2 separate regions of the Zea mays genome follow, and region 1 is linked to region 2. The links are chromatin contacts, called in public Hi-C maps. All regions are on one chromosome and are shown on one strand. The core of a region is the stretch at or near the end of the contact, and the rest is flanking DNA. Distances in the headings are between cores, read along the strand shown. Region 1 has its middle 4.2 kb from the start of LOC100273677. Region 2 overlaps LOC100381785.

Evidence for each region. A called contact is a pair of places that touch in the nucleus more often than the background predicts.
Region 1: a Hi-C map of bundle sheath shows a contact between it and region 2, with 2.8 times the contacts expected there. The contact joins two enhancer-like sites. A contact is called at or near these places in 9 of 25 Hi-C or Micro-C datasets (bundle sheath, ear, endosperm and 2 more).

The regions. Positions count from the first base shown.
Region 1 is chr4:8,468,027-8,474,735 of Zm-B73-REFERENCE-NAM-5.0, reverse strand. No RefSeq gene overlaps it. Among protein-coding and RNA genes, the nearest start is that of LOC100273677, 4.2 kb to the right of the region's middle. Within about 2 kb of position 3,740, at least 17 of the 20 cell types and tissues checked have an H3K27ac peak or open chromatin away from gene starts, as enhancers often do. A contact at or near this core is called in bundle sheath, ear and tassel, where this site is marked.
Region 2 is chr4:8,321,456-8,327,994 of Zm-B73-REFERENCE-NAM-5.0, reverse strand. LOC100381785 reads right to left here. Exons shown (of 6, transcript NM_001174584.2): 1 at 6,229-6,539; 2 at 6,057-6,140; 3 at 5,546-5,788; 4 at 4,635-4,793; 5 at 4,427-4,540; 6 at 2,910-4,019. The coding sequence ends at 3,519. Among protein-coding and RNA genes, the nearest start is that of LOC100381785, 3.7 kb to the right of the region's middle. Within about 2 kb of position 1,359, at least 9 of the 20 cell types and tissues checked have an H3K27ac peak or open chromatin away from gene starts, as enhancers often do. A contact at or near this core is called in bundle sheath, ear and tassel, where this site is marked.

The DNA.
Region 1 (6,709 bases), core at 2,491-4,990, 140 kb before region 2:
ATGTTTGTTTTTGCGCTTATCCTTATAATAGGGGAGGACATTATTTAGAGTACTTGTCTTTTTTCTGTAAAGTAGTGGCCATTGGTCAACAAAATATTACCTTTGCCAAAGAATTAGGATATTCAACTGCATGTTGGTCACTTCTCTCTTTTTCCTTGAAAACCTAAAAGTTCAATTTACTTAGAAACTAGATGAAACACAAGTTGTTATTTATCCTCAAGTAGATTAATTACCACTAAGATAACTAAACACCATATAGTATTCACCAAACAGTCACTGTAAGTCGATAACTCTGAAGTCCAAAATAAGGCATGTTGTAGCAAGCAATCATTCAACTATTTTACTGATATTAGTTCAGTTCTCACTAGCTGATGGGCAGAGGTTTGATCTATGGTGTAAATAGCTATTTTTTCTTGTTTATTTGTGTAGTCGTGATCTTGTTTTATGCAATCATATGTACTTACCATTTTGCATCGTTTGAGGTGCAGATCAGTGGAGTGCACTCAAAACTGAGAATTTGTTTCCCCAAGAAGATTCTTTATTTGTTTTAACAAACTAGATTCATCCATGTTGTTTGCATACTGAATATTACTTCTAAAGAAACATGTTACATCCATAATTTTTGTTTTGGGCTATTACACAAGAGACCGTTTTCACTGCATTGTTCTATCCAGATTTTTATCGACTACAATTTTGTACTAACCAACTCTACCTACAGAAACAAGACCTGCCTACAGTGATGAACTTGCTTAATATAAAACATACGAGCCCTCCTCATCCACCACCGATGGAGGATGGATGGCATATATGATTCTCTAGGCATCTGTTATGTACTAATTGAATTTTAATTTCAGTATACACTGTAATGGTCAAAGGAGAAAACTTGATGAATGGAGAATGTACAAAGATCAAAGTATGGCTAAATGACCTCGCTGGAAGTGAATGGGCAGCAAAGACAGACGCACAGGGAGAAAGGTTGAAACAAGCACAGAACGTAAACAATTCACTTTGGTGATGTCATATGCACTCTTGTAACGAAGACTTCACATATACCCTTTAGGTATTTAAATTTGAGTCCTTTATTTAAGTTTTATTAGTCTTGTAACTCAATTTTGACCACTTGTAGGTCGTTGCTATTTTAAATTATAGGAATTCGAAGCTAACACAATTGCTAAAAGACTCACTAAGTATGTAGTCTTTTGTTTATAGAATGCTATAATCTTATACATTAGTTTTATAATTCAATGTTTAAACAATACAGGTGGAGATTCCAAAACTCTGATGTTTGTTCAAATCAGTCCTAACGAGAACGACGTGGGTGAAACTCTTTGTTCATTGAACTTCACGAGAGTATGGAGCATAGAGCTTGGACAGGCTAAAAAACAAGTCGATGTTGGAGAATTGTCAAGATACAAGCTCATGGTATATTATAGCATTATGCTGATATATGTATGTGCAAATATAATGCAAATTTTGAAGTTTACTAAAACATAACTATCTAATGGTTCTGCTAGGTTGGGAGAGCCAAGCAGGATAGCAAGAATAAAAATGCTCATAATAAGAGTATGGAAGAAAGGATACAAGCACTTGAAGTGAAGAATAAGGTCAAAGACATGCTCACTCTGAATCTCCGAGAGAAATCAAACCCAACCCAATATCTTGTCATGGAACCAAACCCAATAGATACGCAATCATGATTTAACATTAGGCTATCCATCGTTATATATGCAATCAGGACCTACCAAGCTATGTGTGGTACACATAATAAAGGTGTTGTTGTCTTAGAATCGTTACACTAATGTTTTGCTAAATATTTTGTATGTTGTTGCAACGCACGGACACTAGTATATAAACAATACAACTATAGTATTTTACTCATTTCAAAGCCGATCCCCTATAGCGTAGAATAGTGTTTTACTCATTTCAAAGCCGATCCGATGATCTTAGCCTAAAAGCTATGCATAGATGGATGGGTGTGATTGATGACAACCGCATATTGAAAGCTATTGGACCCCACAAGGATTTTTAACGTTTCAAATTTGATCATATAATCTCATCTTCTAATATAGAACTAGATTAGGATAGCGCTTCTTCACGGTTGGAAAAAAACTCTTCTTCTAATAGTTTCCGTACAATAATCGTTTAATCGAACTATCAAAAGTCATAAAAATTCTTAAAATTATATATCGATATACTTTATTATTTACTTTACCAGTATTATACATTTTAGTTCCTAATTTACCATAGTTTAAGATTTTTTTTAAAAAAATAATCCTTCGTATTAGATAGATTTTTTTTCTTTTCATATCTTTTAACATTCTCCTTATTAATTAATTAATTAACTTTAAGCAACTCGATAATGGAGGCCTGGGAGCAGTGCTTCACGCGCTCGTCTGTCCGTTGGCGGGACGGAACAAATTTAAGTTACGGCAAAGGAGAAGCATATATAAAAGTAATATTTAAAACTAAAGTATGTTTCGTACAACACAACATATAAGAATATATGATAAACAATATATGAACAATAATTAAATGACATAAGTAAATATTTAAAGAAGTCGGAAAGTAAACACAGCATACACAATAAACTATGCGCGAGTCCTGTAGTACAGCTGCATGAGGACATCGAGCGCCGGCTATTCTTCCAGCAATAGCCTATCTTGAAGCCCATTATTAATAGTGGCCTGGATAACGCTTCATTATGAACTTATAGAGCTTCTCCCTCATCCGTTTTTTACTTGGGGACGATGGTGAACGTTGAGCATCCATGGTGGAGACTGGATGCAGAAAGTTACGATGGACAAGGACCGAAATACGACGATCCGTTGGAGCGGAATCGAGGTATGGTGAGCGCCATACCCCGCCATAACGGGTCCTCTGACCTTGGCGACACGTGTAAGGGGGGAGTCGGCTCTTTTTGCCACCGCAGGCGTTGAAGCGTGGGAAAGAGAAGAAGACAAGCCACCCACTGCTATGAATTCGGGACGAGGAGGGTCTAAGGCTGCCTGCAGCAGCAGCCGCGAGCTGTCCCCTCCCCCTTTTCTCTACACGCGTAGGGGCCCTCTTGGGGTGCAACGGCGGCCGCTAAATGCCCCTCTACGCGCTACAGCGCTAGGGGAGGCAGCAGACATATGTCGGATCAAGGGAACCACTGTAGTGCACTCTTGCACAGTGCACACATTTAATAGTTGAAGAAATGGTAATATAAGATGAATTAAGTTGGATAATAATATTTTATAGTTGTACTGAGATATAGAGGAAGAATATAAGGAGAATTGATGCGGGAGATGAAAGTGTAGGAGATAAAATGTTAGTGATGTGACGTAAAAAATGATATAAAGAGAAAAATTTAGCCGCTTCAGAGCCATGCTGCGCGCGTCAAGTCCACACAAAGCCACTTTTCTCTCCTCCCATCGTCCATCACAGCATCCACCCGTCGTGTCGTCCGCTGAAGCTGCCTCCTCATAGGCTCCTCTCATACTAGCCAAAGTCGCCACGGTTTATAATGGCAAAAATCTCCTTCCTTCCCTCACTAGCTCTCCGTCGTTCATTTGCTGCGACGCGCGGCTGATCCGGCCGGTGCTGCGGGATGCGCGCGTCCACGCGGACAACCACACCGATGCGCCATGCTCGTGGCGTGGCTCCGGCACGAGCGCCGCGAGGACGAGCTTGACCCTCGCTCCTCCACCGCGACGTCACTGTTGCTCTAGTGCCCCTGGGCCGCGGACCGCGGTCTTTGCCAGCGTGTCCCACAGCGCGTGGACCCGGCGTGCCTGTGCCCGTGCCGCTGCCCACCACCTACATCCTCTTGCCACCCCACCGCCCCAGGCGCAACGCGTTGGGCGCCGCCTCAGGGCTTTTGGAACTTGTGTTCAAGCAAACAGGCCGATATATATAGATCAACTTGTGCAAGGGAATGGATGATTGTGAAGCATCACTTTCATGTCTAATTACTCAAGCTGATTTGTTTGTTGCACATATAGGTGTACATTCGGGATGCCCGGTCTGACCCGGCCCAAGCTTTAAAAGGCTCATATTATTTGAATTTCAGGCCGATCCGACCCGTTTGAATTTTGGACCGTGCCGGGCCAGCCCATAGACCTAGCCCTCGGCCCACCGTCCGGTCCGTAATTGCTTAAACGTGCCGGGCTCATTTCGGGCGGCCCGAAATTCACATTAGGGTCCGAAATTCACTTTTTGGCCCGAAATTCACATCAGAGCCCAAAATTCAAAACAATTTTAATAAAACAAATAAAAGATAAGACAAATAAATTTGACCAAAAGCAAACTTAATGTTTGTATTAAGTTAACAGAGCTATGCAATGACTATCTCGTTTACAAATCATTTTGTTAGAAAGAAAAAGAGTATAATCAGCTCTATATAAAGTTCGTAAGTTCAGTTTATTATCTAATGTTCATAACAAAAATAAAATTACATCACATACTCTAATTCAAAGCTAAAAAAACATCTAACTAACATTATCTTTAACTTTGTGTTCTTTATCAAGTACATGCAAATGTGGAATGAAGTGTGGTTTTAATAAATATATGAGCCTTTTCATGCCTCTATATGGGTCATTTCGTGTCTGCCTTAAACGGGCCGTGCTCGTGCCCGCCCATGGGCCGCGACCTCGGTCCAAACCCAGCCCGGCACTAAAATATTTCGGGCTATGCCGTGCCTGGACCGTGTTTTTTTTCGTGCTTCGGACCGGTCCATTAGGCCCAGCCTAAATGTATACCTATAGTTGCACAGATATCATCCCTTCGCAAGAAATTGGACGAAGCAAAACAAGATATGGTGGAGCTAGAACTGAAGTTCAAGGAAGAGACAGATGCTGCTACAACGGCGACACGTGATGCTATGGAGATGTCTCTAAAAGCATAGTAGATATGCGATAATTGTAATTTCAGATGTTGTGTCGTAATTGTGATGCACAACATCTATGTGCTACTCCGTTCGTTCACATATGTTGATTGTTCTCGAGATTTTTCGAGGAGTGAAATATTTTTAACTTTGACCACATTTATATAAAAATAATAATATTTATTATATATAATTAGTATCGTTAGATAGATCTTTGAATCTATTTAGTTGTCTGAAACTAGAAGGCTTGCCTAAGCCACTGGTTTCCTTCATCGCTGCCTCAGTTTTCACCTCTTTTCAAACCACCTAGCCGAAGTAACCTAAATGACTGGTTGGATTAGATCTTGTTTTATTTCTTTAGCCACCCTCTTAAAATTAAACTAAACTTTTGTACATATAATATCATATTTGGTTCTTGGACTAAAACTGACTAAAGAACATTAACTATTAAACACAAAGACAAGATTATCCTAATAAATGCAGGCGGTCAAGTGTCTATTGCGACTCACTGGAGTTGGATGAGGGACAACCTGTAAAAGTGCAAGTTTAGTCACTCTTATTCACTTCTTTAATGACTAAAGGAATAAAGGAGGCTTTCTTAAAAGCATCTCCAACAATATCTCAAACTTGTGTCTCAAATTAAAATACAGAGTTTTACGCAACAAAAACTACTACAACAATGTCTCATTTTATAAAATTTGGTCAAAAAATTGTAGGTCACTCTCAAGTGCCTCAAATATACTACACTGTAGTGGACTGTCCTATAATCTATATATAAGGTTTTACTGTGAAACATAATATTTTATTGCTGCCCTAAATCTAATAAAATTTACTCATTTTTAAATTATAGGGCATTTTTATAAGTCACATTGTTGGAGATGCTCTCTTTAGTAATTTAGAGACTAAAAGTAGGGATGGAAATTTGACGCGTAGATTTGGATATTTGTCGGATATTCGACCCGACGAAGCCGGGTATGGATACATGTTTTGACCCGTGGGTCAAAGTCGGTGGGCACGGATTAAGATATTAGCTTCCACCTGCGGGTTATCAATTGGATATCCAAAATCGACCCATAGCGTACTTTTTTGGCCTAGTCCATATTACATAGCAAAGAACAAATCCTAACACCTTGAAGCCCACGCCTAACGCTCATAATTTCCCACTATTGGACGCCCCTTCTAGCCTTACTGGCTTGCTGCATTGTGCCCATGTCCCCTTCCAAGTTCCATAGGCACCAGCACCGCCAGCGGCTGACCCTTCCAAGATCTAGTGCCCCTAATCGTGGTCTGCAGACCCATAATAATTCTTTTATTATGTTTTAATTGTGTATGATGGTGAATTGGGAAGAAATTTGATTAGTTATGCTATTGAATTATTGAAAACTGATTGTGTCTGTCATATCCGAGGGATATCCGAAACACATCCGAAATCCGATGGGCACACGCATGGATATAAAATTCTACCTGCGGGTACGGTCGCGAGTAGATATTGGTTGCAGTCCCGGATATGGTTGTGGAAAGATATTTGTAATATCTGATCCGAATATGATCCGTTGCCATCTCTAAGACTATCTCCAAAAGTAGAGATATCCGTAGACCTATTTGTAAAATAGCTCCTGTGTGTTGAAATTGAACGTTCCAACAACTGACCCATTACTAGGGATGAAAACGGTTTCGGAATTTTTCGGAATTCCGGAAACCGATTTCGAAATATTTCGACCGGATTCACCGGTAACGGTATTTTTCGAAAACGGAATCGGTTTTCGTAATTTTCAATCGGAATCGGTATCGGAATCGGCGTGGTGTTTTACCGACCGTTTCCTTCGGTTACCGGAATTTGTCGGA
Region 2 (6,539 bases), core at 110-2,609:
CACTGTGTTGCAGGTGAGCATCAGCAAGTTTCCAATCTTTGATGCAGGATAATATCTCTACCATATCAGGAGCTAGACAACGTCGACGCTCTTCAATCACCCTGCCAGCAAGACTAAAGGTAGACTCAGAAGAAATACTAGATGTTGGCACTGTCAAGACATCTTTAGCTAGTAGTGAAAGAATAGTATAAGTTAACTTATGCTGATGCCACCAAGAAAGGACATTGAAGTCCTCATCAAACTCAGTGATAGTATCACTGTCTAAGTAGGAAGCTAACTCAGAGGTAGATGCAATAGTACAGATAGCTTGAGGGGTTGAAGAAGAACCTGATCTCCTTCCCAGAGGAGTAGAGAACTCACCATCAAGGTTATCATCACCATAAATGTCATCCCATGCCATTTTTTTCTTACCAGATAGGTGAGATGATGGTTGGTGGGCACCACGCATGCGTGTGTCACCAAATTTGGTCTCATACAACTGAAATAACTTGGTTAGCTTAGTACGAACATCAAATGGAAGCCTAGAGTAATCAGTACCAGTTAAACTAGATAACTTGATAAGGACTTTGTTAAAACCCCTCATTTTAGCTCTAGGATCCAAAATAAATGCAACTGCATATAAAATTGGAATGTCTCTCCAGTACTTGAAGAATTTATCTTTCATAGGAACAACAGCACATCTTAGCAATATATCATTCTCAAATGCATTTAGATGTCTAGCTATCCTCAGAATGTGATGCAACATTAAAGTAGTAGTAGGATAGTAGACACCAGACAATGCAACAGTTGATTCATAAAACAATTCTAAGAAAGATAACACTTTTTCAGCAATTGGCCAATGATTATCAGTGAGTAAAGGACTACCATCCTCATTCAAAGGATACTGGGTTTTGATAAAAACAGAGAAGATAGACTTGTGTGGTAACAAGTGTTTAATCATTAAATAGGTAGAGTTCCACCTAACATCCATGTCAACACCAAATTTACGAACACCAAATTTACGAGGACGAATAGCCATACTCATACAGTAGCTTTTGTATGCAGCTATACGTTGGTTGGATGCATTTAAAAATATTATAGCAGTTCTGAAGTCATCAATATATGTTCTCATAGGATCCAGCCAAACAACCCCTTCTTCGCAATCCGCACTGCATGCGCCGAGATCCAGCCACCGCTCGCCCACTCCTCAGCACTCTCCGGTCTTCGCACGCGCTGCGCCCTAGCCCTCAACCCACCGTCGTCAGTCGTCTCACTGTCTCAGCGCTTCCACTCACTCGCTCGGCATGACGACATGTCCCCGCCGGCCAGCCTTAGGCACATAGCACATTTGTTTTTGATGGTTCGTGCCTCCGTGGACGTGGCGTGGAGGACTGGAGCTTACGGCTGCTGCTGAACCTGAACTGTGTGCGCAGTGTGCTAGTGGCCTAGTGCTACTGTGCTAAATGTGCAATACTGACACTGTGGTTGCTAGTGCTAGATAAGGCCGTAAGGTTATTTCATATTTTTATTTTTTGTTATTTTGGTTTGATGATCTATTTGCTAGCCGTCTCTCTTAGGCCCTGTTTGGGAACACGGTTTTTTTAAACTGCAGTTTTTCAAATATTAAAGTATACTTTAGTCATGACATTACTACAGTTTACAATGCTTCAGTTTTCGAATACAACAATATCTAATACATCAAGGTGTTTGGAAAAAACTTTGGTTGAGACCAATCAGCCAGAGCGGGACCCAGCTGGTGCTCTCTTTACAGAGAAAAACTTTGGCTGAGACCAAAGTTTCCAAAACTGCAAAACAAGTGCAGTATTTACAATACTACAGTTTAGTATACAGAGATTTCAGATGAGTTGTCAAACACCTCAAAGTATATAATACCACAGTATTGCTCAATACTACAGTATTGCTTCAATACTGCAGAAAAACTTTGTTCTCAAACACCCCCCTTAATCTGTTTCTCGATCCGCCAAATGCTGGTGGTCCTCCTCAAATCACATGTTACTGTTCATGTCTTCTCGATTTTCGTTTCGTGCTAAGTGTACACGCAGCCGTTTCCTCTTTTCTGCACTGTTTTTTTCATTTTTTTTTTCTCGGGAGAAACGTGCATTTATATAAAGAAGAAGAAAAGAAAAGATCTAAATAAACTAGAACAAGGTAAAAAAATCACCTTATACTGGTGGCCAAAACAAAAAAAAGAAATGGAGTCTATTGAAACATTAAAGAAGCTACCAAAAGGCTAGTGTTAGGTTATCTTCAATGAATCATAAAAATAGAAGATTTACGCTGTTAGTAATATTGTTTACAAAGTAAAATTAGAAATAAAAAATATGATAGAAGAGCTGTTCAGAATAGGCTAGAGAGAGACTCTGCCCCTACCATCTGGTTGTCTTTCGTCTTTCCTCAATCATAATGGCTGCCTTCAAATTTTCCTCAATCATAACGACTGTCCAAATTTAGGATGATCTTCTCAGAGATACAGCCATTTGTATGGTTCCAAGAGATTAATTGACCATAAGTCCATAACTCTAAACTGATTTTGCTAGTTGATTAGTTGGGCTTTTCACGGTCGTTTTTGCATCAAGTTTTCTATATTTTAGTTCTTAATTTTTATGTCTATATTCAGATGAATGATGATAAATCTAAACATATACATCAAGAATTAAATAAACCCACCCACTAATTCCCTAAAACGACTACTATTGGGAAGTATTCTTTTCTCAAAAATCATAGATTATCTTGCGTAGCCTTGACAGTCAGTTTTGATTATAAGTTAATAGTGCATAACTGGAATCAGAAGTTAGAAAGCCACGGAAATTAAGATACAACATAAAAATACATAACGAAACAGAAACACAAACATCTGCACGAGCATATCATGGAAACATTACACCCAAAAAGTAAATGAGACAGCATTTGGACGACATCGATAATGTCAATTTAACTCCATCCAAAAACAGATTCGAAGTACACAGTAGCAGGAATCTTCTCTGAAGAAACCATCACACACAACTTCCCCCTTCTTCCTCTAAACACGCCTACAGAATTTATTGTGTCCAGCCTCACCTCACAGTTAAATACATTACAACAGGATCTAAAGGACTACCATCATCCTACCGCTTCTTCAACCTCCGGTGTCAAAACTCGAATCCAGGACAAAAATCAAGCCGCAAAAGCCCCCTCAACACAAGCTTTACAACCGACCACCAAAATTCGACGCTGACAAAGGGAAAAAGAGCAAAGGGCACCAAGCACTACTTGTCAGAGCCTAGCTACTATCCCTACCAAGGAATTTCACCTAACTAGGAATCTCGTGTGCTTGAATGTCCTCAAGACCCTCTTCGTAATGAACATCTGCAAGATTAAGACTGCAGCCAGTAGCAACCAGAAGAAGAAAGGGGATGACCACATTCACCTTGTACTTGTTGCTGTATAACAGCTCCTACCAAAAATGTATACCTAAATAGAACTAGAGTAAAAAGTGACCTAAACTTGGCAGACCCCTCTACTTGGGAGCAACTGTAACATCAATCCCAGGCACTCGGAGCCCCAGCTCCACCGTGTCCGCCACCACCATAACCACCACTGCTGCCTCCACCATAGTAGTCACCACCACCACGGGATCCCCCCTTGCCAAATGACGAAGAATCATTGCGGAAGTCACGGCCACCAAAGCGGCTCCCTCCCCCTGATCGCCGGTTCCTCCCACCACCACCACCACCATAAGAAGGACGAGCTGCATAGCGCAATAGCCATGCAGGTACCTCTTGGTTAGATTCTTGCATTAGGTCAGCAAGAGATCTTGCCAGTGATGAGTTATTATCATTGAAGAAGGCAGTGGCAAGTCCGCTCTTCCCAGCTCTTCCAGTTCTTCCAATCCTGTGTACGTAGTCATCAATATCATTGGGGAGATCAAAGTTGACAACATGAGCAACATGAGGAATGTCGAGGCCCCGAGCTGCCACATCAGTTGCAACTAAAATAGGAGTTTGCCCACTCTTGAAGGACCTCAGAGCATATTCTCTTTCCTGCCAAAAACAGTAAATCAATCACATTATGAAATGAAAGACCGTTGTTAAAAAAACACCTTAGTTTATAACAAGTAGCCACAGACTTTAAAAGATCAAGCCAACCATGGTTAAAGAATACAGCAGCATTGGAAGTTCAAACTTGATATATGAACAAGTAGACAGCCATAGCAAATTCCTCTAGTGTGCAATGTAGATCTAAGAGTGTGCTTTGTAATAATAACATCTGGATATAGCAAAATCCTCATTTAAAGTAAAGCTTCCAGAACACCACTTAACCAGATAGTAACAGAAAAGGGTTAATATGCATTTCATTGCACTGGTATAAACATACTGCAGCGAACAACTATAGCTAAATGTCTCCGTTCCTGTGCAGAATGAGCTGTTTGAACAGAGTAAAAACAAACCTGCTGGTTTCTATCTCCATGAATAGAAGTAGCTGGAAACCCATTCATGCACAACCAGCTTTCCAATGAATCAGCGCCCCTCTTGGTTTCCACAAAGACAAGCGTGAGAGTTTGCTGCAACAGAGAAGAGACAAAAAATGAGTACATAAACATAAAATATTAGAATGTTGAATGAATCGCAAAACAAAAAACGATGGTCAATTATTACCTTTCCTGTATCTCTTTGTGCATGAAGAAGATCCATCAGGTGGCTTCTTTTATCTGCCTCCTGCACAAACTCAACTCGCTGGGCAATCAAATCAGTACTTGACCCAACTCTTCCAACAGCCAGGAAGATGTAGTTATCCAGGAAATCCGATGCCATTTTCTGTATTCGTTAGAGTAACATCAGTATCATTAAGCAATAAGCATGCAAAAAACCGAACTCTGACACAGAAAGTAATCAGCACAAGGAGTAACTTGATAAAGTTCAGATGTCCCAGATCGATGATTCTAAATGAAATTCTTAACCAAGAGGAAAAAAGATTATTCAAGAATATATCTGGAGATCAGAACAAGAAACAGCAAAAGACAATCCTATGTCCACACTGTCACTAATTGTCTCATAAGAAGCTGAATGTGGACAAAGCAGAAAGAAACCAGATATATACAATGCACATATTAGTAGATCAGGCATACTAGGTAGTTATGTTAAGTATTAGCACTACATAACACAACCCATTACTATAGCATAGAAAGTATCACATTGCCTATGTATTAAAACAAATATTCAGCTATATCAGTGTGAATTTATCATATTGCTCATTTCGTTCACAAATAAAATTAAAATCGTGCAACACACTGAAGCACAAAAATAGATACAAAATTTCTCTACTTCATAATGTCTAGCATGGAAAGAAATGCTATCCCTCTAGAAAAACATACCTGGTCAAATATAGGATATTAGCGAAGGGTACATTACAAAGCAGTCAGAAGAAATATTGTAGAAACTACAATGAGGACATAGATTTACTAAAAGAACGGCTTACAAAGAAATATGATTGTTTACTCATGGAGCGCACAGGTTTAACATTTAACATCATAGTAATGCTAACAAAACATAAAAAAAAAACAGCCAACCTGGATCTCTTTTGGGAACGTCGCACTAAACAGCATTGTCTGCCTGGCACCTGGAAGTGGCATGTCCATTTGCTCAACAATTCTTCTAACTTGTGGTTCAAACCCCATATCAAGCATTCTATCTGCCTCATCAAGAGCAAGGTATCTAATTGACTGTAGAGATACTCTTGCCCTTTCCAATAAATCAACCAATCGGCCAGGTGTAGCCACAAGAATGTCAACACCTCTCTCAAGCTCTCTTAACTGCAAATAAGAATATAAATTTAGGATGAGACACAGATTTAAAAAAAAATCCATAACTAATTGACTGCATATATTGGTACCATGTAAACATTGCATTGCTGTCTACCAGCTGACTTGTTACATTGGGTCAGAAATATATGCCAAGCAAACAACTATCACAAAACTAATCTAGCTATTGAAGACTATAGATAGTCCATCAATACAATAAACCATGTCAAATCAGACTGATAGGCAAAAGGTGACTACCATAGGAATTAAGAGATTGTACCTGCTGAGTAATTGGCGCTCCTCCATAAGCGACAACTACCCTAACACCAGTCTGATACGAAAACTTCCTCGCCTCTTCATGAATCTGCAGCACGCACACAACAAAAGGACAAGGTAGTATTAGCAACCAGCCAGCACATGCCTGGATCTGCTTCAGCATAATCTAGAATGACCTGCATAGAGAGCTCTCTAGTCGGGGAGAGGATGAGCGCGGACGGGTAAGCGGTCCTCATCCCCATGCCGCCGCCCCGCTGCGGCCTTCCCGCGGACGGGGCCTTCATGATGCCGCTGATGATGGGGAAGCAGAAGGCGGCGGTCTTCCCGGAGCCCGTCTGCGCGCAGGCCATGAGGTCGCGGCCGGCGAGCGAGATCGGGATGGCGTGGCGCTGCACGGGGGTGGGGCGGACGTACTTGCACCGGCGGATGTTTTCGTTGAGCGCGTCGCCGAGGTCAATGTCGGCGAAGGTGGAGACGGGGGGCGGGA